Regions from separate parts of the Mus musculus genome. Here all the other regions are linked to region 1. The links are chromatin contacts, called in public promoter capture Hi-C maps. All regions are on one chromosome and are shown on one strand. Each heading gives the region's core, a stretch centred on a gene start, on an enhancer-like site or on the middle of the called end of the contact. The rest is flanking DNA. Distances are from core to core; before and after follow the strand shown. Region 1 holds the start of Cbr3 (carbonyl reductase 3). Region 2 has its middle 22 kb from the start of Gm36905. Region 3 holds the start of Mrps6 (mitochondrial ribosomal protein S6). Region 4 overlaps Rcan1 (regulator of calcineurin 1). Region 5 holds the start of Rcan1 (regulator of calcineurin 1). Region 6 overlaps Runx1 (runt related transcription factor 1).

Region 1 (4,709 bases), core at 1,229-3,728:
GTGTGTAGGTTCCAGATCACTTGCAAGAGTCAATTCTTTCCTTCTACCTTGTTGACCTCAGTGATCAAACTCAATTCATCAGGCTTGGTGACAAGTGCCTTCCCCCTTTGTTTAATAATCACAGAGAACCACACCCTCACCAACAACTTCCTACTTGAGAGGTGTCCTGGTGTCCTATGAAATCCTTGCTGCTGGATGTCCACAACACAGCAATCTCACCAGCCTCAGAGTATGGACTTAACACAGGTCTCCATTTCCCCCCAGGCATTGACATAAAAGCCACAGCTCTCACCCTTTTTGTTTGGTTGGTTTGGGGTTTTGCTTGTTTGTTTTTCCAGGCAAGGTTTCTCTGTGTAACCCTCCCTGGCTGTCCTGGAACTCAATTTGTAGACTAAGCCAACCTTAAAGTCAGAGATCTGCCTGCCCATGCCTTCCAATTGCTGGAAATAAAGGCATGCACCACCACCACCTGCTCTCAGCTCTGATCCTAAAGAAATTTATCCTGGGGGCATTTTGAGTGACCACGGCCTGGAAACACAGAATTAGGATCCCCAATTTATGTTCCAACTCAGAAGCACTTTCCCGAGGGTTTTATAGTTTCCCAGAGGATGTCATGAATCTTTGAAATCCATGGATGGGCACAGCAGAGAGGCAGGTACAGTGAGACGGAGCTGTTCTGTGGGCCCAAGATGCTACCTCAGGACATTCTTAGCTCTCGGATTGCTGGAAGCCAGTGTCCCACCGCGTCAGTAGCATCTAAGAGGCTTTTATTTATTATCACGAGATGTTGGCTCAGATTTGACAAGGAGAAGTTGTTCCAGAAGCTAAACCTAGTCCAAGATACTTAACCTCTGAACCTGCAGAATCCCAGTCTCCCCACAGCAGCCTGTCCTTCAGTCTCTTCAGGCACAGAACTCCTTCCAGGAGTCTTGTAGACAGCCAGGCACAACTTCTTCTCAGGAATTCTCATTCACAAGGATATGCTAGGCAAGTGCTCCATCACCGAACTACACTCTGAACTCCCCACTGGTCTTTAGGAGAGAAAGCAGAAAAAGTTGTCCCGGACTCTGTAAATGTTACTCCCATTGCTGCCTTGATCACATAACCAAAGAAAAAGCGATTTAAGAGCGGGTTTATCCTGGCTCACAGTTCGAGAGTCCAACACTGTGGGGTCCTAACCACATGAGCATAAGACAGATGGTCAAACTGTGTGTGGGGGTTGGGAGGAAGGGGGCGGGGTTCCCGTGTATGCAGAGGTCAGAGGTTGACAAATGTCTTCTGCTATTCATCTCTTCCTGATTCTTTGAGGCAGGGTCTCTCACTTGAACCAGACCTTGCAGACTTGGCTAATCAGCTCGCCTCCGGAAATCCTGCTTCTGGGGTCACACAGCAGCCACACTGCCCCACGTTGTGTGGAGCGGGGATTTGAACTCTAGTCCTCATAACCTTCACCCACGGAGCCAGCTCCACAGCCTTGGCCCAGCTCACTTTCTCCGTTTCATTCAGTCCAGCATCCCAGTCCCTGGAACGGTACTGAGCTTAGGGTGGGCCTCCTACCCCAGTCAGCCTAACTGAGAAACTCCCTCAGAGACAGGCTGAGAGAGAGGTCTGTCTCCTAGATCCTCTCAAGTTAACATCACAGGCAGGCTAGGCCCCCACAGAGCTCACCTTCCTCACCTCATTTGAAACAGAAGGTGGAGTCCGTAATAAGAGGCTAAGGCAGTTTGGCCGGATCAGCTCGGGAAACGCTGAATCACTGTGAGTGAGGACTTAATTGTCCTTCAACCTCACAATCCCTAGCCAAGTAGGATCAGCACAGACTCGATTCCACCCAAGAAGGGAGGAGGTCTGATTGCGTGCCCACACTTAGACACGCCTGGAATTTTGTTCGTAGGTTCAGCATCTCCTTGGGAGATGACTCGCATAGACTGAGACCAATGCAGATCTATCTGCATACCCAGTACACTTGGAATAAACCAAAGACCGGCACTGAGGACTCCCGTACTACTCAAAACAGTTCGATAAACATGAGCCTTCTCTCCCACGTGGGGGCGCACCGAGACCTCCAGCCGCGAGGGCTCGCCCACACCTGTTCAGTCTACTCCCAGGCACTGTTCCCTGAAGTCCCTGAGCAAACCGCGGGGTGTGTTAAGTAATCTCAGAGCGAGTTCCGCAGAAGCAAACATTTGCATTCTGCAGAGAACGACGGGTTCTCGCCCAAGAAAATTACGGAGCATTTGTTTTCCTCCTTTTGAAGTTTCCCCAAAATAGTTGTTTCAATCCGACTGCCACGAGTCCTGCTGACCCCTTCCTTTGGGAGCAGCGCTTGTCCCTGACCACTGCTTAGCTCGGAACCAGGATCTCTACACTGGCCGGCGGGCGGGCGGGCAGGCGAGCGGGAGGAGGCGGACCCTTCGGGAACAGACGGCTCCTCCTCAGAGGGGAGGGACAGGCTTCTCAAGGCCTTGCTCTCTAGCAGTCGCAGCGCCGGGTCCCAGAATCTAGTCCTACGCCACGGTTTTGACCACGCGTGACCCGCTGCCCAGCCGGCCCGGCCATCAGGTGGTCCGTGTGTCCCTCTGACATGTCGTCCTGCAGCCGCGTGGCCCTGGTAACTGGGGCTAACAAAGGCATCGGCTTTGCGATCACGCGTGACCTGTGTCGGAAATTCTCCGGGGACGTGGTGCTCACGGCGCGGGACGAGGCGCGGGGCCGCGCGGCGGTGCAGCAGCTGCAGGCGGAGGGCCTGAGCCCACGCTTCCACCAGCTGGACATCGACGACCCGCAGAGCATCCGTGCGCTGCGCGACTTTCTGCGCAAGGAGTACGGGGGACTTAACGTGCTGGTCAACAACGCGGGCATCGCCTTTAGAAGTAGGTGTGGGGCTCCAGGAGGAGGTGTCCCGGGGTTTTCCGAGGGTGCTGGGCAGTGAGCCTCTGGGATCCGGAGGCTGCGCCATCCCGCCTGGGTGCACCCGGCTCGCGCTCTGCGTGGCGAGTTCCCCCGTGCGGTGACTCGGGTGCGGGCCCGCCCAGGCACCCCACTCCATGCCCGACCCGGCCGGCGGCCTGTGCGGGCCTGTGCTCCGCCGGAGGCCCTCCTTGGAACTTTCAGCTGCGCCTGTTTGGAAGAAAACCGGTCTCTTGGGAGGGGACCACGCCTTGTCAAGCTCATCAGCTTTCTGTCCCACGCACGAAGGCTTTTCTCAGAGAAGGGTCTTCCAAAAAAATAGGGTTGGAGCTTTCGCTTCGCGTGAAACAAGGGCGAATTCATAGATGCCAGTAGATATCTGCTGAGGACAGGAAATGGGTCGCCCGGACACAATTAGCGCCCTGGCACGATAGTGGGTTTCCTACCCGCTTTAATGGAGCGTTTTGAGAGGCTCTGGCAAAAAGGAAGCGAGCTCTGCTTCCCTCCTCCTCGGGGAACTAGGTTTGTTATTAAACTTGCAAGTGCGGTTTGGAAATCATCTTCCTTTAGGGGAAAAAAAACCCAAAAAAACAAAACAAGATCGCTTACTCTAACAAATGTCCAATTAGCAAAATTATCCAGTTGCCATGTGCTGGAACTGAAACAAACATTCCAGCTTCACTGAAAATGCTGAGAGAGCCGGAGACTAACGAGGGAGGGAGACTATTGTGCAGCCGAAAACTCTCCAGTTGGCCCTGGACACCCATAGGCGCCTTGCGTGAGAGCCAAGACACCCTTGTACCCGCACTTCCAAACTCTGGCATGTGGGCTTTGGGGAAGGGGAGGGGCGAGCTCACCACCTCAGCCACTCTCAGCGTTGTCGGATGGAAGGTTTGGTGAATTATGGCCCTGGAGGTTCATACTTAAATGTGGGCCATGTGTATGCAAATCTGAGCAGCAGCTGCCCCACCACACAAGCTGAGGTCTTACACCAGCCTCACCAGAGCATCTTTTCCCAACCTCCAGGAACCCTATTCAAGCTTGAGACAGGAAGATCAAAACTGAGTGTTCTTGAGACGCGACATGAGCGTGGCTGATGAGAAACTTGAGGTGTGGACCAGAAAGTTCTTTCCTTATGCTCTTAAGACCTTTAGAATGATCAAGTTCTAGTTTAAAGGTGTGTGTGTGTGTACTTTACAGATGTGTGTATCACCACACTCAGCAAGACTGTCCTAAAGTTAGTACACTTTCCCTTTAGCTGTTATGTGATGAGATCCAACTTGGCCACACGAGTTTCAGAGGAAAATGTAATTCTTTTTTCTTTTCTTTTCTTTTCTTTTCTTTCTTTCTTTCTTTCTTTTTTTTTTTTTTTTTTTTTTTTGTGTGCTTTTCAAAGTGGATGACCCAACACCCTTCGACATTCAAGCTGAGGTGACACTGAAGACGAACTTTTTTGCCACTAGAAATGTCTGCACTGAGTTACTGCCTATAATGAAACCACATGGTAAGTCCAAAGTAGGACTACTGTCCCTCGGGAAGTGGCCCTCGGTCCCTCAAATAGGGCAACCAACAGGGACCACTCAGGGCTGCCATTTGCTTGTGAGATGGAGGGTAAAAACTGCCTTATTTTATCAAGGTGTCTGGCTCTGTACTTGAGCCTTTTGGCTGTGGTTGTCAGAACCCTGTGGTACTGATCAGTTCTTGGGGTCTGTGTCATGAGCTCAACCTCCATCACAGACTGCAGCATGGCCCCAAAGGTCTGTGACAGTCTTAGAGAGTTGCCCTCCTGCCCCCGACAT
Region 2 (4,709 bases), core at 887-3,386, 1.7 Mb before region 1:
ATAACAAGAAAAAAGTTTGTACTTGTTCAGTACCGATGCAGTTTTTGGAGTGTGCGCATTAATTAGGTCTGTGTGTATGGATGTGGGTGTGCGCCTGACACACTGTGCAGGTGAGAGGACAGCATAGGTGGTGGTCCTCACCTTCTACCCTGTTTGAAGCAGAGCGTGTCATTCATGCTCAGTGCTACATAAACCAGGATAGTTTCCAGGGCTTCTCCTGTCTCTCCTCCCACCCTCCTGTGTGAGTACAGTGGTTACAAATGTCTGTGTTACTGCAGCCAGCCTTCTGTGGGATCTGGGGATTTGAACTCGAGTTCTCAGGCTTGCACAGCAAGCTCCTCAGTATCAGATGCAGCTCAAGTTGATTTTTTAAAAAGATTCAGTGTGTGTGTGTGTGTGTGTGTGTGTGTGTGTGTAAAGTGCAGGTGCCAGAGGAGGGCATCAGATCCCTTGGAGCTAGAGTTACATGAAGTTGTGAGCCACCCGGTGTGGGTGCTGGGAACCAAACTCTGGCCCTCTGCAAGAGCACTCCATGCTTTTTACTGACTGAGCCACCTCTCCAGCTCCATCACTGATGCAACTTCACAAACAAAGCCAAAAAGCTTTCAAGCAATGGTTGGTTGGATTTCCCAGACTTGGGGCGCTGGCTTCATATAGTCTCACTTGGCAGATAAACTCACAAGAGAGAAGCAGAAAGCGTCACAAGGAACTAGGAAAGGCCTCCTCTTCCTATTTGAGTCAAGCACTAACTCCAAGGCATGTTCTGGCCACACCCTTGCTCCCCACTAGTGAGGAAAGACAGAGTTCTCTGCACTTGGGTCCACGATCACCGGGAAGGATGGTTCAGCACAGACCTCTGGGTTAGCCTCCAGGAAGCAAGTTAGTTCCTGGAATTCTTTGCTTACATTTGTTTGACTAATTTTTTTTTCTTGTGACACTGAGGCCAAGGGGATACTTTTCTAGGGGTGTCTTAGGGTTTCTAACAAACATCATGACCAAAAAGCAAGCTGGGGAGGAAAGGGTTTATTGGGCTTACACTTCCATACTACTGTTCATCACCAAAGGAAGTCAGGACTGGAACTCAAGCAGGTCAGGAAGCAGGAGCTGATGCAGAGGCCATGGAGGGATGTTCTTTACTGGCTTGCTTCCCCTGGCTTGCTCATCCTGCTCTCTTATAGAACTCAAGACTACCAGCACAGAGATGGTCCCACCCACAAGGGGCCTTTCCCCCTTGATCACTAATTGAGAAAATGCCTTACAGCTGGATCTCATGGAGGCATTTCCTCAACTGAAGCGCCTTTCTCTGTGATAACTCCAGCTGTGTCAAGTTGACACAAAACTAGCCAGTACAGAGGGATATACATATAACTAAAACCCTTTGCTTTTATTATATTAGATGCTATGGTGGCACATACCTTTAATCCCAGTACTTGGGAGACAAAAGTAGGCAGCTGGCTGTGAGTTTGTGACCAGCTTGTTTTATAGAGTGACTTCCAGGGTAGCCAGGGCTATGTAAAGAGACCCTGCCTCAACTGTCCCCCAGAGACATTTCTAAAAAGGTGTAGTAGTGTACCATTTTTCCCCTTCTGAAGTTTGTTTCTAAGGGTGTCTTGTTGTCTTTCATCTTAAGAAAATTGTCTAGCTTTTATTTCTAAGTAAAAATTTTCCATAGTTCTCAAACAGAAAGGAAAAACTACTGCAGAGAATTTTCTTTTCTCTCTTCTGCATTGCAAGGAACTGTGGTGGTTAAAGAACCCACCTCCTAAAGGCGCCCAAGCATTTGTGTTCTTTGAATCGGAAGAATGGAGGGAAATGGAAGTTTCTAGGGGCCCTGTAAAATGGGAGCAGGATGCAGGATGCAGGTATCATGAGGAGCAGGGTGAGCTGCAGGAGTTTCTAACTCCCTGAGAAAGCTTCTTCCCCCTAGAAAGACAAAAATGTTTATCCCTTGTCTCTTCTATTCAGTCTGAGGGACGCAAAGCCCTGTCTCCTTGCAAAGCATCCAGGCTGACTTTTGCTGTCTTTGCATCCATTCCACAAACTGCTCTTCATCCAAATAGTTAACTCTGCTGCCTGAGGACCCGGGGTGGAGGTCGGAAGGAAGCCACCAACACAAAAGCCACAGAGCAGCAGTTCCGCTTGCTTGCTTGCTTGCTCGGAGGTGCTTATGGAGACAGAAACTCGAGAAAACAAAGGGACCGAGTATGTGAACTCGCAAATCCTCCTCACATGCCGATGGTTGGTGGGTGGCAGGAGCAGCGTTTAGTTCCCTGCAGTGGGCGGTTTTTTTTTTTTTGTTTTTTTTTTTTTTGTTTTTTTTTTTTTATGGCGCCCAGTGACAAAGAGCCAAAGAGGATAAGAGCCCTGAGAGCCCAAAGTGGAAAACTACCAAGTTCCGCCGCCAGCCCAGCATCGTCACCTCACCGAGTGAGCACAGCGGGGGCTCAAGCCATCAAAGCTCGAAGCAAGGGAGACTCTGGTGGGGTCATCGGTACACCCCGTGGCCCAGCCCCGCACCACACAAGGCAGCGTTTGTTCCTCAGTTTTCTCATACTTGGCTCCTTTTGTTTCAACTGACTGACAAATTATCAAGTGTGGGTCGACCAGTGGATGGAGATTTCAATTATTGCTAACTAGTTCCTGCCATCTTCTTTTAGGAACCCCACAGGGTAAAATTAACATATTGAGGAGGCAACTACAGCTCAGAGAAGAAAGTCATTCAATTGATCTCAGCTCTGTGGTCCTCTGAGTGGATCAGCTAAATGCCTACTTGGAGGAGAGCATTAAATGTCCTGAAAAATAGCTTTAGAACATGAGCAAACTGAAGCGGCTACATCAGAGGTTCTAAAATATCTCACGTGTGTGTGTGTGTGTGTGTGTGTGTGTGTGTGTGTGTGTGTGCGTGTGTGTTTGAGTCAGCGTTAGCAATTGGTAACCACTTTCTGCGGTGATGAATCCATGGGACCCAGGGTAGAGCAGTGAAAACTGAACACACACACTTCAGCCAGAATAGCAGTAGCTTACACATTGGTGAAGGAAGGCAGGAGAGCTCTCTGGAAAGCTTACTGCTTGTGGAGATGTGAGGACCGGGGTTGAAAGTCTGTCAGTGACAAACCTGATTGAAGGCCTCAGGGATCTTGCCTTTCTCAAACAGGACAGTGGTGGAGAACGTGAAGTCCATCACTATAGGTACCATTCAGTTTTATATGACAAATGACCTAAGTTGCCAATTGATGTGTTTGCTCAACAAACATATAGTAAGCACTACTAAGGAGCAGGGCATATTTAATGGCAGACCAAGTGTCGTCGTCGTCGTCGTCGTCCCCCCCGCTTCCCCGCGGCCCCCCTCAAGTTGTGAGTGGGCAGCTTTGGCGTGGGTGGTAACACGTGGGTGGAACGTGGAGAGATGGAGGGAGGTAAGCTGCATGCATCGTGAAGGCTATGTTGGCAAATCTGATTTTGTTTTTGTTTTTGGTTTTTGGTTTTTCGAGACAGGGTTTCTCTGTGTAGCCCTGGCTGTCCTGGAACTCACTTTGTAGACCAGGCTGGCCTCGAACACAGAAATCTGCCTGCCTCTGCCTCCCGAGTGCTTGGATCAAAGGCGTGCGCCACCACGCCCGGCGCTGCAAATTTTTATCCTGAGGGTCAAAAGGACGTTCAAATAACCAGCTATGGAAGGGAAGGTGAGACCTGGTTTCTTCACAAACGGGGAAGTTCTGTTCATGTCCAGGTGAGTGGACGGTCCTCCATAGTGATTGGCAGCGGAGAACGACGGAGAGAGAAGGCTCTGTGAGGAGAGGAAGAGCAGAGTCAGAGTCAAGGAGCAGCATGGGTGATGGTGCGATTCATGAAGGTGAGCCTGCGGAGGAGGCAGGACAGGTTAAGAATGGAGAGGGTTTAGGTGGCCCATCCGTCCTGTATTAATTCATTTCCTCATTCCTGTAGCATAATATCTGACCACAGCAACTGGAGGAAGGGAGGGTTGCTCTAGCTCAAGGCTGGAGGGAAGTCCCTCTGGGGGAAGCCCTCATGGAGGGGACATGGTGGCAGCTGTGAGGCTGCTCATCAAATTTCACCCATAGTCAGAAGACACGGTGACAGAGACTTCCACTCAGTTACCTTTTTCCTTTTGTTCAAGCTACGACCCCAGCACTTAGAACAGCACAGATTAAGGACCGTCTTCCCACCTCGGTTAATCTAGACTAAGTAGTCTAGATAATCTCTTACGGAGGTGCCCAGAGATTTGTCGGTAACAGTGATATGAAATCCTATCAACTTAACAATCAAAATAAACCGTCGCATAGCTAAATGTTTTGTGAGCACGTATACAGGTGGGTCAGCCTATACCCATCTGTTATATCAAAGCCACAGGGACGTGTGGCTTTCCAGAAAACTCTACTGCCTTCTTGCACCAATGTTTTGTATTCCTACAATGAAATGCCAGAGGCAGCCGACTCAGTAGAGAGGAGAGATTTACTCTCGCTCACACTCCTGGCACTTCGAAGGCATGGTGTGGATTCAGTTCTGGTGAAGATCTCATGGCACGGGGCAGCTGGTGGAGCCTAGATCACAGAGGGCACCAAGAAGCCGAGTGAGTGAGCCAGACGGCCCTGACCTTACTTCCCTTTGAGAATACCCCACAATAACCCAGAGCTGGGCCACTAGCTCCTCCCACCACCTTAAAAAACCCCGCCTACTGCCTTCCCCTT
Region 3 (4,709 bases), core at 851-3,350, 1.6 Mb before region 1:
TTACGTATCTACCGTATTAGATCTTTTTTCCCAAGATCCTAAAAGATATTTTTTAAAGATCAATAAATTAAATACTATAGAAATGGCTTATGATTCTACATGCTTACCCAACAGTATAAATAGTTTAAAATTATTTTTGATAAATTTCAATTTGCATCAGCATTAATTTTAACAATAAAATTAACAAAGCCATAGCCACTTATTTAAAACTCTGAAAGGGGCGGGGGACTTAGGATAGCTGATTTCTTTTCCACGTTAAGAAATGGGATGAGTCTGTGGGTGGCCAACAGCTTGGGAGGGTTGTGGGGTGCTGTCTGCCCTGAGGCATTGTTCAGTCAGGCTAATTTCCTCACCCCATTTGTCTAGAGAACTAGGACTTCACTGGTCCCTGGGTATCAGGGAAAAGCTGTGGTGCTTCCAACGGGAGGCAGTCCAGGCTGGTCACCTCAGGGTGTTGCTTGGTGTTTGGCTTGGCTCAACCACGTGAGACTCTTATCTTCACATTCCTAAACTGGGCCACAGGAAGGACAGTTTAAGTGGGATGTCACACAGATCTGGAATTCTCGTCTCAATGTCCAGAAATTCTTTCTTCCTTCTGTGTCTTTTTTTTTTTTTTTTTTTTTTTTTTTTTTTTTTTTTTTTTGGTAGCATGCTGCTTAAAAACAAAAAACAACCAACCAACCAAAACAAACAAACTAAAAAGACCCCCAACAACAACCAAAACAAAACAATCCAACCAACCAGGTGTGTGGCTGATGCTAAGTAGGTGGTTTTGTAGTTTGTGTTGAAGGGCACAGGACAAACCTTGAAATGTTAATGAAAATGTTAAAAAAACCAGGTATCCTAGGTTGTATTCAAAACCATAATCTTCTGTGGAGATTGGTCTGTGGAGGAGGTGACAAAGATAGTCTCCATGTGTGCTTTACAAAGACGTCCAACGCCACTGAGTAAGACCAACATCTTGGCCTGTAAGATGGGGGACGGGGTGAGGTTCATAAGTGTAGGCAGTGAAACTATTCTTCAGACATTCTGGACACAAAATTTTCTTTCCACGCGTTTGTGTTTGACCTTGGACTAATTAAATTATCCTTGCATTTTTCTGTTTGCTAATACCTAAAATAGGGCGAGTAGTACGATTTGCTTCACAGAGCTAAAGTGAGAACAAACAGCCTCAGTGTCGTGCCTGCTACAGACAGTAAGCCCTCAGTAAATTATTAGTAAATTATTATTAGAGCACTTTAAAGTTACAAGAACATTTCACTTAAAGACCCTTTTAGTTGGAGTAAGGTGGGAGCAGAAGACAACCATTGCAGCGGAATTAGTGCCTTCCAGAGCTAAGAAACAGGAGCAGGGGCAGAAGGAGGGGAGTCCCGAGTTAGCTCTATATGTGCGTGTATGGGTGTGTGTGTGTGCGCGCGCGCTGTGGAGTGCTGGACCTGGGACCCTCTACGAAGCCCCTCCTTACTCCTGTGTTTCAGGGAATCCATAGTTTCCTTTACCAGAAAAGCAAGGATAATATTTAAAGAATAACTGGCGAGAGTCGAAGCATTAACCTGCTTCTGGGTCAGGCTAGGCACACACAGCAAATGCCTACATAGCCCTTCGGTTCCAGGCTTGTTTCTTTGCGGCTTGGTGCAGCAGTCACTCCTTAGCACCCCGCCTTCCTCCCTGGAGACGCGGGCGAGGGGCACACAGCAGCCAGACCGCATCGCACCGCACCGCACCGCGGCGCACGCGCACTCGCTCGCCTAGCACCCGGGAAGGGAGGGTGGGCGGGGAGGCCTGGAAAGTTCCACCGGGTTCCAGAGCCCAAGGTTGGTAGGCGCGGAGGCGGCGGGGAGCGGGTGCGTGCCGAGCGAGGAGACGGCCTCCGACGGGCTGCTCGAGACCGTGTCCACGCTCCGCAGGCTCGGGGGACACAGACACGGCCCGGGAGGGCAAGCAGGAAGCCGTTGAGGTGCAAGTGCAAGGCGCCCTCCGGGAGAGGGGCGGGGCGGTGCCGGGTGGGCGGGGCTCTCGGTGGGCGGGGCGAGCCGTCTGCGCAGCTGCCGGAGCCTTTAAACCCGGCCTCGCGGGGTCGCACGGTGCTTTCGCCGTCCGGGAGCTGACCGGCCGTGTTCCTCTCTCGTCTTCCTCTGCGCCCCGCGTCCCCGCCCTCGCGACCCCGGCTCTCCTGGACTCGGCGCCGCCAACCTGGGCGATGCCCCGCTACGAGTTGGCTTTGATTCTGAAAGCCATGCGGCGGGTAAGTGACCTTCCCTCAGACCGAGTTCCCGCGCGGGCGCGCCCCGCCGCCTCTAGGCCTCCCAGTCCCGCGTGTCCTGCCTGCTGGACACCGGGTCCTCTCGCGCGGTGCGCGGGTGGTCGCGGGCGCAAAGTGGGGGGGTGGCGCGTGGGTCAGGCGCTCGGCGCGGCCGCGTGCGCGCGGGAGGCGGGGGGTGTGTATGCCCGCGCGTGTGCGCGGTCGCGGGAGGGGGTGTGCCGAGCAGGGGGCGGGGCGGGCCTCGGACCCCGGCTCTCCGGAGTCCGATGGAAGGACTGCGGGAGGACACACGCGCGAGAACCCAGGCCAGCCCCGCTCTGCGCCCACGCGTCGAGAAGCTGCTCGTCGTCCCCGCCGGCCGCTGGTCCCGATCGCCTGCCCTCAGCGTCCGCGATCAGTTACAGCCTTCCTCCAAAGCCCGCCAGTGCCGGCTGTGTACCCACGCACTTGTCACCGCTATCACACCAAAAAGAAAAAAAAAATCTTTTGACCTTTCTTTTTCTGACTCCAGCGGAAATCCTGCTCCGGGTGCCCTTAGCCCAGTTTTATTCATCCAAGTTGTGGCCTTGCTTGTGTTTCCGAAGACATGCCTTCCCCCAGCTTTTGATTGATCTGGAGGTAGGGACTTTCAGGTTTGGAGGGATGATAAACCACCAGCAGCCGGGTCACGGACTGGGGTCGGCGGCCGGCGGAGGCAGCTATGTTCTGAGTCAGTCAGTCGTCGCTGAAATCCCCATTCTTCTGAGAGAATTCGGTAATGTAGTGTGCTTTCACGCACTCTCCTTCCCTAGCAGGTACAGTTTAAAAGAAAACAAAAGCAACCGTTGTCCTTTTTTTGAGCGTTTGGAAGCAGCTTTCTTCTAGCCCTGGGCATGTAGGCTTTGGGTCAATTTCAAGTAGTGGCTTCAGTTTGAATCAACTTAAGCCAGGGGTCACGGGCTAGGCTCTGGTGAACAGCTAACAGTCAGGCAGCAGGAGGAGATTGTTCGGTGTGCCTTGTACAGGGTTGGCTTGGAAAGGACACCAGAGCCACCTGATGGTCCTGAAGTTTGTGCCCCCAAGCTTACTGACTCCCTGGCTCCGGGAGAACATTGTCTCACCTCTGGGTAATACTTTATCTACCTTCCTTCCTCATTGGGTTTTACAGAGTTAAAAGAATAGGAACAACAGAGGGGTCAGGGTCGAGAAAGTATTAAAAAGGGACTGTTTCTGATTAAATGGAAATTACTTAAGCCTCCCTTTATACTTTTTAGGTAATGTTAGAAACTGAAAAAATGTGACCACCAAGATTCATTCCCTCAAGGTGTGAGGTAGCAGTGACCCTTTGCACTCCTTTGAATGAGAGACTCTTGCTTAGCATGGCTGCCCAGTACACTGGCTAAATGTATTTTACCATGATGTGAATATGTGTTCACTCTGATTCAAAAGTCGGGTGTAACCTGCTCAAAATCTTGGCCTGAGGGTAGGTTCAAAGCACCTTAGAGAAGAGTGAAGACGGAAGAGAGGTGCTTAAACATAGTGTGGAAGATGTGTGAAGATCCTTACAGACCCAAAGAAACTAGATAAAATGACAACCCTCGGTTTTTCGTTCTGACTTTGAGAAGGTTGTAAACAAGTAAAGATGTGCAGAGACTAGACTTTTTTTTTTTTTTTTGCTTTCAGCTTTAGAAAACTGAATTCTTACAGGGTATGTACTTGTGGGTGTAAAGGAAAATGCACTTTGTTTTAAAAGAAAATGGCACAGTGGTTTGAACACCTAGAGCAGGTGTTTAGGAAGCCACAGCTCCCACCTAGGACAGTTAGCTTTTGTAGCGGGAAGGCTTTCTAAACAGAGTTCTGAGATGCATGTTGGATGCCTGATAGTGCACCCTTCCATGTGACGGCATTCTCCCTCCTTCCTCTCCTCCAAGAGCCTTGTGTTCCAGGGCTGGGAGTAAGCAGGCGCTGAAGCAGAAAAGGGAGTTGAGAGACTGACTGCAGTCTCCTAGAGACCCTGTCTCCCACCCAGCATTGTACTCTTGTTTCTCCTATGCCTACAAAGCAGTCTTAGTTTGTCTTCCCTATTGTGACTCTTACTTTATTTTACTGTCCTTGACTTCAGGCTTGACTTACTTCAATTGAGCTTTTAGAGTTTAAATGTAAAGATGCATGTTGACATAGCATAGTGAGTGCCTTTGTAGCAGATTGCCTGTGAGAGTTCTCAGGCTGAGACCTCAGGATAGACGTTGTAAAAATTCTAGGGCTGTCTCCTCAGTCTGCAGTTGGCTTGATTCTCACGAGCCCTTGTTTTTGATGCATTTCGAGGTTTGTGTGTTTACAGGTGCAGACCACAGTCCTCAAGATTGTGCACTTTGATTTTAATGCTATTTCAAAGTTGTAATTTTGTATTCTCTGGCATAAAAACCAGGATAAAAACTTGAGGAGTATGGTAGAATGGCACGGCGGA
Region 4 (4,709 bases), core at 1,081-3,580, 1.3 Mb before region 1:
GGAGAGCTAGCCTGTGGTCCTGGTCCTCGTGGACGCCTCTCACTGGAGCAGGCATGACGGCCCTTGTTGCTCCGTGTTGTCAGGCCACACAGTGGCTACCGTGGCTGCCCTCAGCTCAAGTGATTTCTAAGGAGGGTGATGACTGAAGGCAGCCAGGGACAAATCTTCATTCCTGAAGGGACATCGAGAGTACCGGCCTACCAAACAAGACAGGAGTTCAAAGAGTTGGGAAGTTTTTTGTTTTTTGTTTTTGTTTTTTTAAATCATCTGAAAATTCTGACAACTACGGCATTGTTTAAACCACAAGAAAGCCGCTGGCACCCACGAGCCATTAGCTCGTCTCCCTAAGTAAGTGTCTTGAAGGGAGGTGGATAAAGCGAGTCTGAGCTCTCATTAGTGCCCATTAAAACCCTCACGCTGACCCAACAGCTCCCTCCTAGGAACAAAACTCATGGCAGTGGGTGAAGACGAACACTTGCCCCTTTGGGCAAACGAACATCTAACTAATGACCAGACAATAAAAATGAGAAGATGTTAAAATGCATTTAGGGAAAGAAAAAGTAAAGATGCTAAATCCATTCAATAGAGAATAAAGCTACTTAAGAAGGAGTGAAAATGTTTAATATTAAACGATGCTAAGGTTTACTGTCAAATCATTGTTAGTGATAATTATTAATAGTTGTGACAGTTTGGTAAAGAAAAGAATACAGTAAACAAATAATAAGGAAGACGGCTGTTTTCTTTCTTGGCTTATTAGATTTACAAAATTTCCACAGTGCATATTAACTAAGTTTTGAATAACAACAAAGCTTTTGTTTCTTCCCTTCCCTTACTGGATGCTATACTTTAGTAATCAAGGTTAACAGATATGCTACATAAAGTTCAAGGTTAGAAGACTGATTCAGTATTATGGCCATTAATTTTATACTATGTTTATTAGCTAAAATTCCCCATAATTTTGGTCTTGTGTGTGTTCACATGGGTGCACATGTATGTGTGCATAGACCACAGACATAATACCAGCTGTAGTTAGTGCCTCAGGTCCTAACCACCTTGTAGTCATGAAACAAGGACTCTCATTGGCCTGAAATTCAGTAAGTAGGTTTGGCTGGCTAGCCAGAGTCCCAGGGATCCACTGGGCTCTGCCCCACCCAGTCCTAGGCTCACAGCATACATCACCATACCCAGCTTGCTGTGTGTGGCTTCTGGGGATTGAACTCAGGTCCTCATGCTTGCAAGACAAGTTCATTACAGACTGAGCTGTTAGCCCAGTCCATGCCTGGTGGTTTTATTCTGTATTGTCAGTCATTGATTCCCTTCCCTTCGCTTCTCTTCCCTTCGCTTCTCTTGGCTTCCCTTCGATTCCCTTCCCTTCCCTTCCTTCTCCCCTAGTCTTCCTTCTGTTCTGTCCTCCCTCCCTCCCTCCCTCCCTCCCTCTCTCCCTTTCTTTCTGTCTTTCTGTCTTTCTTTTTCAAGACAGGGTCTCTCTGTGTAGCTCTGGCTGTCCTGGAACTCTCTCTGTAGACCAGACAGGTTTTGAACTCAGAGACCTGCCGGCCTCTGACTCCCAAGTGCTGGGATTAAAGCCGTGTGCTACGACTGCTTAACTACTGATTTTTTGTTTGTTTGTTTTTGTTTTTTTGGGGGGGGTTGTTTGTTTGTTTTCGAGACAAGGTTTCTCTGTGTAGCCCTGGCTGTCCTGGAACTCACTTTGTAGACCAGGCTGGCCTTGAACTCAGAAATCCGCCTGCCTCTGCTTCCCAAGTACTGGGATTAAAGGCGTGCGCCACTATGCCCTGCTCGCTACTGATTTTTTAAAAATCCCGTTTTTAAACCAAAATTTTACTAGAACTATTTATTTTACTAAAGACAAAAAAGACACACAGAAAGACCAAACCAAACCAAACCACCAACACCAGCAACAACAACAAAAACCTGTTCTGTGAACCATCTTTAGTTAATGAACTGTATTGGCTGAGGTGTCTGCAGTACAATCGGGGCCAGGGAACGGTCACTTGATTCTCTCGGGTGATGTGCCGTAGGTGGCTGGACCAGGCTCTGCGTAAGTGTGGGCAGACCTCAGAGCACAGAACATTCCGCAGACACCAGTGTGAGGCCAGCAGTGAGGGTCTAACACCCGCTGGGCTGGAGGGGCCACTGTGTGGGCTCTGCTCTTGAATCTCTCCCTGCTCATCTCTGTTTCCACTTCTCTAAGGCACTGGGATCATCTCTGTCTCTGTCTCTGTCTCTGCCTCTGTCTCTGTCTCTGTCTCTGCCTCTGTCTCTCTCTGCCTGGCTCCTTCCTTGGAATCACCCTTCTAACAAGTCTGGAATGTTACCCAACAAACTTTCCCCATTACAGCACTAATGATAACAGCTGTTTAATGTACAAGGCCTTCCAAGAGAATTTGTATTTAATCAGCAAATTCTGGAGATCAAAGTCTCAACTCCAAAGGAATGTATTGCTAAAGGGAAAATTCCAGGCAAGAAGTCAGCTGCAGAGGAAAACTCCCAGGGCCCAAAGTCCAGGACCTACATCAGTCATGCTTTCAAGTCTCTAAGGAAGAAAATGATCAATGTCTCCATCCGACCATCACTTGTTAAAGACCTGGTGCACGTTCTAGCTTGCTTTTCTGTTGCTGTGATAAATGGCATGACCAGAAGCAACTTGTGGAGGAAAGGTTTATTTCAGGTCACAATCTTTCACTGAGAGAAGTCAAGGCAGGCTCTCAAGCAGAAATGGAAGTGGAGAACATGGAGGCCATTGCTTACTGTCTTGCTTGTAGGCTCCTGCTCTGCTAGATTGCTTATGAAGCCAAGGCCCACATCCATAGGGATGGTGCCGCCCACAGTGGGCTGAGCACTCCCACTTTGATCATTAATCAAGTCAGCCTTTCACAGAGGTGCCCCGCAGACCAATCTGATTGACACAATGCTTCGGTTGAGGTTCCCTCTTCCCAGGTGACGCTAGCTTGTGACAAATTGTCAATAAGAACTAAGGAGCACAGCATGCTGGGATCATGCTTGCTCCATCACACACCGTGTAAAGGAACCCGAGATTCTTAGCACTCACTACATGATGATTGGTTTCTTCCACTAATGTTAAGGGGAGACCAAGCTATGTACCCTAGAACACTGCAACTCCTTCGCAAGCATTCCCTGAAGGGCACAGAGCCCCAGTCACAGTCTCTGTGGAGATCTGTAGGGGGGATGCATGCATAGTAACTCCTTCCAGTAGCTCCCAGCCAAATCAGTCAGAAAACACTCAGCCATTACCAAGGGTGCAGTACAGGACCCAATAGTTTACTAGGGGCTCCAAATGCCTACGGCACAATTTTTGTCCACATACAGGGGTTAGCACTGCAGCTTGGAAGACAGGACTGAAGGCTGGGTGACAAGGGAATATGGAAGGACTGGGAAACAGCTCGGTTGGTTGGTACAGTTCTCACTTAGCAATCATGAGGATCAGAGTTCAATCCCAAGAACACATGATGAGAAGAGAAAAACAAAACAAACAAACAACAAACACCAAGCTGGGCGTGGTGATGCACATTTGTAATCTCAGCACTTGGGTGGTGGGGAGAGATGGATGCTAGTGCTCACTGGCCGGCTGGCCTATCCCACTGGGCAACAGGGCGGTAAAAATCCCTGCCTTGGAAAAGGGGCTACAGAAGAGTATCCAAGGCTGGCTTCTGACTGCCACAGGCATGTAGGTACACATGAATGTGCACACGTGAGACTCTAAAGAGATGCATAGGTGTTCAGGGATGAGGTGACAGGGGTCTACAAAGGCTAAGTCCACTAGGTGATGAACCCAACTCAGTCAACCAGTGCAACGACAGTACGTTCTGTAGATAAAAGATTTGAGACTAGGGTTAGATTTCAAATGGATAGGAAAAAAATACATCTTTGCTTTTCTCATTCCTATCTGAAAAGCTGATATTTCATGCAGAATCTAAGAAGCCAGCTGCTTTTCTGAAAAGCTCATCTACTTCACTCACTTGGAAAGGTAAAAAGCCATGTACACGCTTCAGGATGCTTGCTCTTAGAATGTAAGCGATGTGCGGCATCTGGAATGTAACAGAGGCTCCGTGCAGCCTCTGGGCCAAGCAAAATCCAGGAAGATGCCTCTGCAGAGATGGAAACTCGGGAGTAACACTCACTGCTTTCTCTTTAAGCACTGAACGTTCATCCTTCTGCAGCAACAGTAAGGGGGCCTTTCCCAGCCGTGCTCACGAGGCAAGAGTTGCAGCTAATCAGATGGGAAGCAAGCACGGAGGGTCAGCCTGCACTGCTTTTCCACCCGTGTGAATTCAAGAGCAGGCTTTGCTGAGCTTTGTGTGTGGAAGGCATAACCATAGAGTAGCTGGTGCTCACGAGAACTGAGACATCGCTTCTATACCCCGACCTCGCTTCTATTTTGGAAGGGTCTCGTTATATAGCCCGACTGGCCTTAAACTTACAGAGATCTGCCTGCCTCTGCCTCTCCAGTGTTGGGACTAAGGGTGTGCATGTCTGGATGGGTAGTTCTGAGGTTAGCATGCTGAGTGGCCAAGGCCTGGATATGACCAGGCTCTAGCCCTTCCCACTAGCAGTTCCTCGTCAACTGCAGCTTGCCAGGTTGTACACAATGAGATTTGCAGCTAGACTCTGGCATGACTGGCCCAGACCCAGGCTGACTGTCCAGTACTTGTGAGGTAGTAGTCTCG
Region 5 (4,709 bases), core at 797-3,296, 1.2 Mb before region 1:
AGGTAGCGTAAGTGGCCTAGAGATGACTTAAAGCACACGGGAGGATATGCATATGCTATATTATGCATATGCTGTATTATGCATATACTACATTATGCATACGCTGTATTATGCATATACTATATTATGTATATACTGTATTATGCATATGCTGTATTATGCATATGTTGTATTATGCATATGCTATATCATGCATATGCTATTTGCAAGCACCTACTGTTTTACATAGGAAACTTCACCACATGTGGATTTTAGCATCAGAGAGATGTCAGTGGTGGGGCTGTGCTCAAGAGCACCCCTGTCATGTGCTTCTTCCCTGAGGTCTGTCTGTCTCCACACCTTCCAGAATCCAAGCTCTATGAAAGTGACAAGCCTGGCAAACTCTCCACTTCCTCCTGAGTCTGAAACCACGCCTGGAAACCAGCATCAGTCCTTAGCAATCACCACCTTATCATTCCAAGAGTGTTGTCATCTTTGCTCATTGGACGCACAGCAGCCAACGCCTTCCTTCTCAGACCTCTACTCCCTGAGCCCTCCTCCTTCTCCCTAGAGCACCGTCGTCGCCTTCTGCTACCGCTGATATTTACCTTTTCTGTTTCCCTCAATCAAACATGTCAGCAAAGCTTTCAGCCCTTGGCACTGAGTCCACATGTCAATGAAGTGGAGCTGAAGGTCGCTGCCAAGAGAGACACCACTGTGTCTTGGTTATTTATAATTTATACGGCCATTTACTTTCAGAGAGGATTTACAATGGCTATGCACACGCTTCAGGACATCCTGTGTAGAGAGAGCAACAATTGTCACAGCTCGGGGCTTTTCTCATCGCTCTCTGCCGGTTGAGCTCTCGCCAGCACTTCAAACCTCTTTTAGGGATCTCAGGCTCTCTTTTTCTGTCTGAAGCAAGATCAGTTCAGAGTGAGACTGCATTTGTCTGGGTGCCTAGTATCCTGGAACAGCATTGTCTAAGGCTCTGCCCACTTGGCCAGTCACTCATTTCCACATTTATTAAGATTCTGTTGTGAGGCTGTTCTGGGATCGGAAGATACAGCAGAGAATCAAATTGCATTTTTGCCTTTAGGGCAAGTGCTCGATGAATTATCACCTGAAGTGGCCAAGGGAACTGTTCATGGTCCGTTGGGGTTTAGCCCCTGCCCTGCATTTACTGTCAAAGGAAGGGTGCAGCTCATTCATTGGGAGGACGGAGAAAACAGACGTGACTCACCGTTCATAAATAGACTACGCTCTGCGTTCTCAATCTGCACTATTGGAAGAAAAGCCAGTGTTTGGGTGAGGATCCTGGCTGCTCATTATCTTGCGGTTGATTGGCCAGTTTTGGTTGAATGCGGTTGGGGGGAAAGTCTTTCCTAAGCCTTTAGGATATTTAGTTCACCCTTAAAGGAGCGACATGCCACCATCAGGGTCACTGAGTACATTAGGAATTGTTCCTTCCTCGCCCAAATCCACACAAATTTGACACCCTGGGAAGGAGATGGGGCAGGTCTGAGTAACCAATCATGGTACTTGGGAGGAGGAATTGATTTCTGATCTTCAATGATCCCGTAGAACACGACCTGGACTATGTAGGCTGTGCAAAAGAAAGCTCGTCTCCAGTGTCTGAGACCCCTGGAGCAGGGCTTCGGCCCGTCCCCGCCCCGGCCGCGCCCCGCAACAAGTGTCCGCCCTCCGCCCCGACGGAGGCCCGGTCCTCACCCGGCACAGGCCGTCCACGAACACGCGCGGGTCCAGGTGGCAGGCGATGGTGGCGCTCGGCAGGTCCTGCAGATCCACCTCCTCCATCTCGCAGTCGATGAAGCTCCAGTCGCCGCCGCCGCCCCCGTCCCCCTCGGCAGCCGCAGAGAAGGGCGCGAAGGGCCGCAGAGTCACCCTACGGGGCGCCCGTGCCTCGACCGCCTCCGCCACCTCTCCGAGCCGCGGCCCGGCCACGCCGTCCTCCATGCCCGGCGCGCGCTCCCTTAGCTCCGCTCCACTCGGCGCCGCGGCCGCCGGCTCCCGCTTCACCCTCTGGGGGTCACCGCGGCGCCGGGACGCCGCCTTCCAGTGCCCGCCCTGTCCGCCTCCGCCCCGCGCGGGAGGGGCGGCCAGCCTGCGCTCGCCGGCCTCGAATCGTAGCTCTCGCGGAGCCCAAGAACGTTCCCTTTAAGGTCGGCCCACTCGGGCCATCAAGTCCCGCCCTTCCTATAGAGCAGACCAATAATACGACGGGATTTTTGTCACGTGACACCCACTCTGCCGCCCTAAGCCTGAAGCCTTGGGGCGGCCATATTTGTTAGGGGCAGAGGCCTCTGGCCAGTTCTGCTTTTCTGACAGCTGGCGGTGCCTGTTGAAGGACACAAGCCGGGTGTTAGCCTGTGGAACGGTAACCCGGAGGCAGAGCTTCTGCGGTTCCCACGCGGCGACGTTTGGAAACACGCAGCCAATTTTAAGGACTTAAACTAAATCTAGTTAGAGGCTCTGTTCCGTAGACGTTAGCAGTGCTTAGATACTTAGTGCATATTGTCGCGGAATCACAAATAAGACTTGAGTAACATCGTGATATGGCCTTATGTTTATAGTTCAACGTGTTAGTCATTATGTTACTGTCCAATTTTTGGATAATTAGAAGCATTTTTTAGCACAAAATGAGTGGGTTTCAATAATTATTTTCATACATATATCGTGTATTTTGTGTATACACAGATAACACTGTATTTTGTCTCCCATCGCCCTCCCTCGTGCCTTTTCTCCAATTCTGCTGGCTGCCTCTCTTTCCTCTAAAAACTTCCCTTTCTGCTTTAGTATCTCAAGAAAAAGAAAAAAAGCTATGTGTATCAATTACTTTCCTGTTACTGTGATAAAATACCACGACCAAACAATTTATAAAAGAGTTTCTTAGTGTTCCATATAGCGTCCCAGAGGGATAAGTGTCCATTGTGGTGGCTAAGTAATAGGTATGGCAGCCGGAGGCAAGATGCTGAGAGATCAAATCTCAGCCACAACCATGAAGCAGGGACATGGAACTAGAAACAAACTAGATAGGTGAACTGTTTCTACTACCAAAGCCTGCCCCCGGTGGCTCACTTCCTCCAGGAAAGCCAAACTCCCTAGACCTCCCCACACAGTACTACCAACTGGGGACCAGTGTTCAAATGGCAGACTTCCCAGGAGACATTTCTCATTCAAATCCTTGTAGCAGGAGGGCAATGGGTCTCAACCTGTGGCTCTTGACCCCCTTGGAGGTCCAAGAACCGTCACGGGTTTTGCGTATAGATCTCCCACATATCAGACATTTAGACAACAATTGAACAGTAGCAAAACTGTAGTTATGATGCAGAACAACAAAATAATTTTCTGGTTGGGGGGGTCACCACAATATGAGGGGCTGTATTAAAGGGTCGCAGCATTAGGAAGATTGAGAACCATCGAAGTAGGAGATGAGGGAAGACATTGGGCCTTGGTTTGGTGGGGGGCGGTTCATTACAGGGAAACAAGACCTCAGGTGAGCATTGTGCCTGGACAGCTCATCAGAGTGAGAACTCCCGTGTGGGTTTCACCTTTCTGTTAATTGCCTGCAGAGCGAGGCAGATCCCCCATATGGGCAAGGATTCAGTACGCGCCCAGTAAGTGTTCCTCTGCTAGTGCAGTTAAGTTTTAGGGGGGTGTTGAGTTGGGTCTGTGTTTTCTCCTAAAGTAGGCAAGCTGTCTAGTCAGGAAGTGGATCTATTATCATACCCAACTAGAGCTGAGATTTATTCAAAGTATGGCATGTGTAAGGCCCTGGGGTCCTTGTGATGCCCTTGTGAATGGAAGAGAAGAAATAATTCGCAAAGCCCTGAGGGTGTGAGGATGGGGAGAAATAGACCTGTCTCAGGCCTGTCTCCTGGGAAAGGAAATCTACAGTCACCATGTGACCCAGAGGTTCTTCTTCTAGGTATAATCTAAAGAAAAATAAAATCATCCAGCCACACCACACAGACCTGCCGATGACATTTCCCGGCATCCGTGTTCACGCTGCTGTTCTTCATGCAGAGAACTGGAGTGGCCTGCGAGTGGCTGCGCCAGGATCGCACACAAGGGAAAGAAGTATTAACGTTGCCAACCCCGTGATGGACCTCGGAGACATGATGCTAATGAAAGAAGCCACTCACACAATGTATGTGTGAAATGTCCAGGTTAGGCAAATACTCAGAGGCAGGATAATCGGTGGCTGCCAGGGACCGACGGGAGGGAAACAGGGAGTGACTGAGACTGTGTCACAACTAAAACTGATCGTGGTGATGTCTGCCCGATTCCTTGTGTATTGGGAAAAAATCACTTGGTTCTGCTTTAAAGGGAAAATGTTACAGCAAGCGATTGTCTCGTCAGAACCGGTATTTCTAAAATAGAATATGATAAAGGCCACGCGGGACTAGGTTGAAGTTCAGCAGAGAGGACAACATCACAGAACCCTCTGCAATCCCCAGCCAGACATTCTGAAAAGGATAACAAAGGGAACAAGGCCCCAGTTTTGGAAAAACAACACCCAGCCAAACAGTTGCTGGGTGGGTCTGTTGTGTTCACCCTCGGGGCAGGGCGTTGTTTCGTTACTGGCTCACTCTAAGCTGTCTGTGGCAGGCAGAACGGGCCTGATGCGCAAAGACTGTGAGGGGAGAGAGCACAGTGTGGAGACAGAAACCGTGGTCGAGCGTACCACCACAGCTGGCGCTCTGGGG
Region 6 (4,709 bases), core at 1,116-3,615, 1.1 Mb before region 1:
TAGCAAGAAGTGGGCTTCCCCCAGCATGTTTGACATGACAGATGTCAAACAGTGTGACACAGAGCAATGGCAGATGCATTGCAGGGAGTGGTGGGCGGCATATGGTATGTATCCTGACACGCCGTAGCATATGTACCATATAGGTACCTGTCACACACACTGTAGTGTAAAGTTTCCAATACACATAAATGTTAGATCCCAGGTTGGCAAACTGTAGCTCATTGGCTAAGTCTGGCTGGGGAGAAGTTTTATGTGTTCTAGGAATTAAGAATGAATTTTACCTTTTCAAATGGTTGTAAGACTAAAAATAAAAACACACAAAAATTGTATTTCTACTCTGTTGCGACATAGCTTCAACCTATAGCACAAGTTGGCACCTGTGTGCACTTTCATGGGCGCTAAGTAGCTCCTATTGCTGTTGAGTGACCAGGACAACAGAGTGTCCAAAGCTTAACAACTTCTCTTTGGTCCTTTACTGGGGGAGAAAAAAAAGCCTATCCTCTAATGAAAGCATCAATACTGACTGGTATATTGCTAATATAATCAGTACATTGGCATAACAATATTAATATAACAATATACAATGGCATAACATTAAAATAACTGAGGTCATGCATCCACTGATATGTTGATAGTAGAATATTATATGTTAAGTATGTTATAATAACAATATTATGTCATTGCACTTAGTAGTCAGGTTGGATAATAGAAAACTGTCATTTTTGTAGACTCTGATCCCTTGAAAGTTGGCTAATTTCCTATTATTAGGTGCAGTGCGTGTTGTGGTAGGGACGACGTGAATGTCGGTGATTGACACATCACTTGCCTCTGTCTCTGCCTTCTGACTTGTTCCCATCTATAGTAACCTTAGACATTTGACTTCATGTCTCGTCTTTATCTAAGACCTGAGTCACTGTTTTCTTCTTAAAGGTAATTTTACTTGTGATTATGCTTGTGTGGTTATGAGCCTGTGTGTGTGCAGTGCCCCCAGAGGCTAGAAGTGGGTGCCAACATCCCCCAGAGCAGTGCATGCTCTAAACCACTGAGTCATGGCTCCAGCTGCTGTGTCACTCACTAGCTTCTAACACAAATGGATAGCAAAACTTGTTTTGTCCAGAAATGACAGACTTTCTTTACAAGATTCATTTTGAATTTACAGTTCTACAGACTGCCCTTGCTTCACCGGCTCCCTCTGCACTTGGCACGTGTGCATGCTGCCTTTGAGGCAGACCAGGGGACAGGAGGGACAGGAGGGTTCCCTTGCCAAAAGTGCCACTGCTGGCATCTTTGGGCTGTATTATGTCTAGCGGGTGTTTGGAGACTGATAACTGTTTGGTGGCATCTTCCTTCTTTACCCACAAGATGCCTCTAGTGGCCTCCCTGCCGACCCCCTGCCCGCTACTTTGACATCCAAAAGAATCTCCAGACATTGCGAAATAACTGAGAATGGTTAGGAAGGGATGCACATCCGCCCACCAGCTGCCACAGTGAGTTAGGACGGTGTTTCGGGTAGCTTGTGTCTGTCAGTCAGAGGAGGGCAGGCTGCGACTATACTGTTCGCACCAGCACGGCTCAGCAGCAGCAACAACACAGGGCAGAGGCACGAACTAAGTGTTCAAAATGTTAAATTCTCAAATTCAGGTACAGAGTTGAGCCTGCTAGAGAGAAACTTGAGGGGATCGAAAAGCTTCCTTTGAAAGGAAAGCTACCCGGGTGGATTAATCTTTTTTTTTTTTTGGAAGGCATGGGCTGTGATCAACTTCTTTCTGTTCCAAGCCTATTATTTCAGCACGGAGAGCTCGGGCTTGTGTTCTTGTTTCTCCCTCTCCCCCTCCACCCCCTCTCAATAATCTTTTATTGCTCTAACACGATTTTACAAAAGGAACTCTTGTGTACATTTGGGCTGAATGTGAGAGAAATAGACTCCTCATCAGAGAGGTAATTAGAGTTTATAAGCACAGCCCAAGTCTGCAGCAAATCCCTCTACTAATGAGGAAACCAGGAGTCTGACTTTCAAACAAACACTCCTGTTAATCTTTTCAAAGCAAGTCAGACATGTGGGCAGGCAAAGGCTGTAAACCAACAGTGGCTCTGGTAGGCTGCCCTGGTAGGCTGCCCTCTAGCCTCTCCTCCAGCCAGCAGGCCACACCTCATTCCTCAGGGTTCATCTCTGCGCCCTCACCGGGGACCTCTATGAGCAAACTCTGTGTCACTTGTTTTGCTTACAGAGAGCCATGACATGCTTGAGAGTTAACAGGAAGCTCTACTCCATTTTTTTTTTCCAGTTAGATTTATACAGTCTAGGGAGAAGCCGAGGCAGGAGGGAGAGCATTAGGCACACACACAATCGGCCTGTTGTCATCTGATGCAATACACTGGACACAAACAAGTGACTCTGCCCATTATCCCTCTTGCTTCATTTGTCCTGAGACAAAAAAGGTGAATCCACTGGAAAAAAATGAAGGAGAGGTCACCACGTTTCAGAGCCGTGTCTGAACATGCTCTGCCAGTCTGTCCCAGTTCTTACATGGTAATGTGGTAATGGTACCACGTTACCGGAATCCCGAGTGAGTCCGTGATTTGTCATGGGCATAAGCGCAGGAGTAATGTTACAGTCTCAGCTGCTGGGGGCAGAGTATGTGGAAGATCTGAGATAGTGTGGCGTCTTTCTACGAGAGGTCAGGTTCTCTCTCCCTCCTCCCCTTCTCCTTCCATCCCTCCCTGTCTCGCTTTGTATACGCTCTGTAATAAAAAAGACATGGGCCTTTTAGATATGTTCAAATTCAAGTGCTCTATTCGAATACGTGTTCTCATTTACAGCTATTTTATTTTTAGTTAGGTGCTCGCGCGCATGTGTGTGTGTGTGTGTGTGTGTGTGTGTGTGTGTGTGTGTGTGTGTGCTTGCAGACACTGGAGGAAGGAGAGAGATGCCCTCGAGTTGGAGTTATGGGCAGCTGTGAGCGGGCTAATGTGGGGGGCCTGGGAAGAGCAACAAAGGTTCCTAACCACTGAGCTACCTCACCAGCTCCCCGTGTTTTCATTTTTAAATCCTGTCTAACCTCTTTCCTTACACATCAGCAGTCACACAGAATTTATACATCACCCAACTACGGCTCCTCTATTCTTTTGGCTAGTCCGGTGCACGCCGCCCCCACCCACTCAATTCAGGTGACAACTGCCCCCTCTCCCATTCATGGGGAGACTTTAAAAGTAGGAAGTGTGAGGATTAGAAGGTTCAGCCACTTTCACTGGCAGTGTCTCTCCCTCTATGGTGCTAAGTCTCTACCTTGACAGAGCGCAGAGTCTTGGCTCTAAAGCTTGATGTGGATGAAAGAGGTCCCACCCCAGGCCCCTCCCACTGCCCCCAAAGGATTAAACAACCTGAGCAGATAATGACCGCCTTAAAAGGCTCTCCTGCGTGACTCAGATTAGTATGCGCTGTCTGTCGCCCAGGTTGGCAGCTAGACATTAATTAACCAAAAGAAAAGGAAGAGGGTAAAATAAAGGAAGAAGAGAAATGAGGAGGAAAGATAAACCTTCACGTGGCAGCTCCTTTCAGACAAGGTGTGGAGTCTGTCTGTCTGCAAGGGACAGAGACAGACAGGGCCCGTCTGCTGAGAACGCATGTGTGTGTGCTGAGCAGCTAGGCAGGTCGGGCTGGGGGAGGCTGAAAGCCCAGAACTCGAAGCTGTCACTGGTGGGATTAGAAGGCACATCAGCCACAGAGGGGTCAAGTTCGGCTGACAAGCTGTGGGCCTGACAGCCTCTTCCTTTCAGGGACCCTACCTACCCTCTCTGGCCCAGGTTTATGAGAACACATTACAGGCTTTTGAGGCCTGTGCTCGGGGCTTGGTTTCTAGAGGGAGTTTTGCCAAGTTGAGGCTCACTCTATGCCAGTTGTTTGTCATTCTCTGGTCTTCCCTACTGGGCAGCAGAGGGTCACTTTTGGGTCCTGGCGAACTCTCTCTCTCTCTCTCTCTCTCTCTCTCTCTCTCTCTTCCCCCCTCTCTTTCCTGTACTATTAAATAAATACCTTTCCTTCTAGCTTGTATTGTTGAAGTCCGGATCATATAGCCGTGAATTAGACCTGATACTTACTTTACTTTGTGTGACAGTGGCTGCGGATAGATTGTGGTAGTGAATGTCCCTAGTCCTATGTGTATATGGGTGGCACTCCCTGCACTCAACTAATAAACATACACACACACACACATCCCTGCACTCGACTAATAAACACACACACACACACACACACACACACACACACACACACAAAACCTTAAAGGACATGAAGTTCTGAGGGAGACGGTATGGGGAGTTGAAGGGAGGAAGGGACGTGGATACGGCCAAACGGATCATCCCTGTGTACGCCATCCTCAGAGAGTGTTAAAAGCCACTCTTACATGTGATCACCGGTCAGCCGGAGGAGCTGGCCCCAGGTGCCCGTTTTGGATGGTGACCAAGCTAAAGGACTTATGTAATAAATTTCAATGGGCAAGTCCACACTGGGGACATTTCCAAGGAAAACAGTATTTCAGATGGAGGCTGTGGCCAATGGACAGAATTGTCTCGGGGGGGGGGGGGGGGGAGTCTGAATGTCGACAGGTGCTGCTGGAATCACACTGTGTCCCCGAGGGGACAGGCTTTTACACACAGCCAGCTGAACAAATGCCAGCATTTCTATGTCACCCTCTTAATTCTGGAGACCG

What was found. Promoter capture Hi-C pulls out the DNA fragments that hold promoters and counts their contacts.
Region 2: a promoter capture Hi-C map of liver shows a contact between it and region 1, with 4 times the contacts expected there. The contact joins the enhancer-like site here to the promoter of Cbr3 in region 1. A contact is called at or near these places in 3 of 39 promoter capture datasets (hippocampal neurons and liver) and 1 of 115 datasets of contacts at active chromatin or transcription factors (astrocytes).
Region 3: a contact with region 1 is called in a promoter capture Hi-C map of hippocampal neurons, with 10 times the contacts expected there. The contact joins the promoter of Mrps6 here to the promoter of Cbr3 in region 1. A contact is called at or near these places in 5 of 39 promoter capture datasets (the C10 cell line, hippocampal neurons, liver and 2 more) and 1 of 115 datasets of contacts at active chromatin or transcription factors (astrocytes).
Region 4: a contact with region 1 is called in a promoter capture Hi-C map of liver, with 5 times the contacts expected there. The contact joins the enhancer-like site here to the promoter of Cbr3 in region 1. A contact is called at or near these places in 4 of 39 promoter capture datasets (the 3T3-L1 cell line, cranial neural crest, hippocampal neurons and 1 more), 2 of 115 datasets of contacts at active chromatin or transcription factors (astrocytes and embryonic stem cells) and 2 of 9 other capture datasets (embryonic tail and macrophages).
Region 5: a contact with region 1 is called in a promoter capture Hi-C map of embryonic stem cells, with 5 times the contacts expected there. The contact joins the promoter of Rcan1 here to the promoter of Cbr3 in region 1. A contact is called at or near these places in 8 of 39 promoter capture datasets (the 3T3-L1 cell line, the C10 cell line, embryonic stem cells and 2 more), 3 of 115 datasets of contacts at active chromatin or transcription factors (embryonic stem cells and large pre-B cells) and 1 of 9 other capture datasets (adipose tissue).
Region 6: a promoter capture Hi-C map of liver shows a contact between it and region 1, with 5 times the contacts expected there. The contact joins the enhancer-like site here to the promoter of Cbr3 in region 1. A contact is called at or near these places in 4 of 39 promoter capture datasets (embryonic stem cells, hippocampal neurons, liver and 1 more) and 4 of 115 datasets of contacts at active chromatin or transcription factors (embryonic forebrain, embryonic hindbrain and embryonic stem cells).

What each region holds. Positions count from the first base shown.
Region 1 is chr16:93,680,741-93,685,449 of GRCm38.p6, forward strand. It overlaps Cbr3 (carbonyl reductase 3), which reads left to right and starts at 2,479. Exons shown (of 3, transcript NM_173047.3): 1 at 2,479-2,873; 2 at 4,307-4,414. The coding sequence starts at 2,585.
Region 2 is chr16:92,017,210-92,021,918 of GRCm38.p6, forward strand. No RefSeq gene overlaps it. Among named protein-coding and RNA genes, the nearest start is that of Gm36905, 22 kb to the left of the region's middle. Within about 2 kb of position 2,137, at least 169 of the 459 cell types and tissues checked have an H3K27ac peak or open chromatin away from gene starts, as enhancers often do. A contact at or near this core is called in astrocytes and liver, where this site is marked.
Region 3 is chr16:92,056,236-92,060,944 of GRCm38.p6, forward strand. Mrps6 (mitochondrial ribosomal protein S6) reads left to right here and starts at 2,101. Exons shown (of 3, transcript NM_080456.1): 1 at 2,101-2,245. The coding sequence starts at 2,201. Slc5a3 (solute carrier family 5 (inositol transporters), member 3) reads left to right here and starts at 2,087. Exons shown (of 2, transcript NM_017391.3): 1 at 2,087-2,245.
Region 4 is chr16:92,405,636-92,410,344 of GRCm38.p6, forward strand. The region is part of intron 1 of Rcan1 (regulator of calcineurin 1); the gene reads right to left. Among named protein-coding and RNA genes, the nearest start is that of Gm29805, 25 kb to the left of the region's middle. Within about 2 kb of position 2,331, at least 11 of the 459 cell types and tissues checked have an H3K27ac peak or open chromatin away from gene starts, as enhancers often do. A contact at or near this core is called in liver, where this site is marked.
Region 5 is chr16:92,464,123-92,468,831 of GRCm38.p6, forward strand. It overlaps Rcan1 (regulator of calcineurin 1), which reads right to left and starts at 2,047. Exons shown (of 4, transcript NM_001081549.2): 1 at 1,711-2,047. The coding sequence starts at 1,956. It overlaps Gm46555 (a long non-coding RNA gene), which reads left to right. Exons shown (of 4, transcript XR_003951847.1): 4 at 1-1,712.
Region 6 is chr16:92,607,321-92,612,029 of GRCm38.p6, forward strand. All of the region lies in intron 7 of Runx1 (runt related transcription factor 1), which reads right to left. Among named protein-coding and RNA genes, the nearest start is that of Gm30224, 14 kb to the left of the region's middle. Within about 2 kb of position 2,366, at least 135 of the 459 cell types and tissues checked have an H3K27ac peak or open chromatin away from gene starts, as enhancers often do. A contact at or near this core is called in liver, where this site is marked.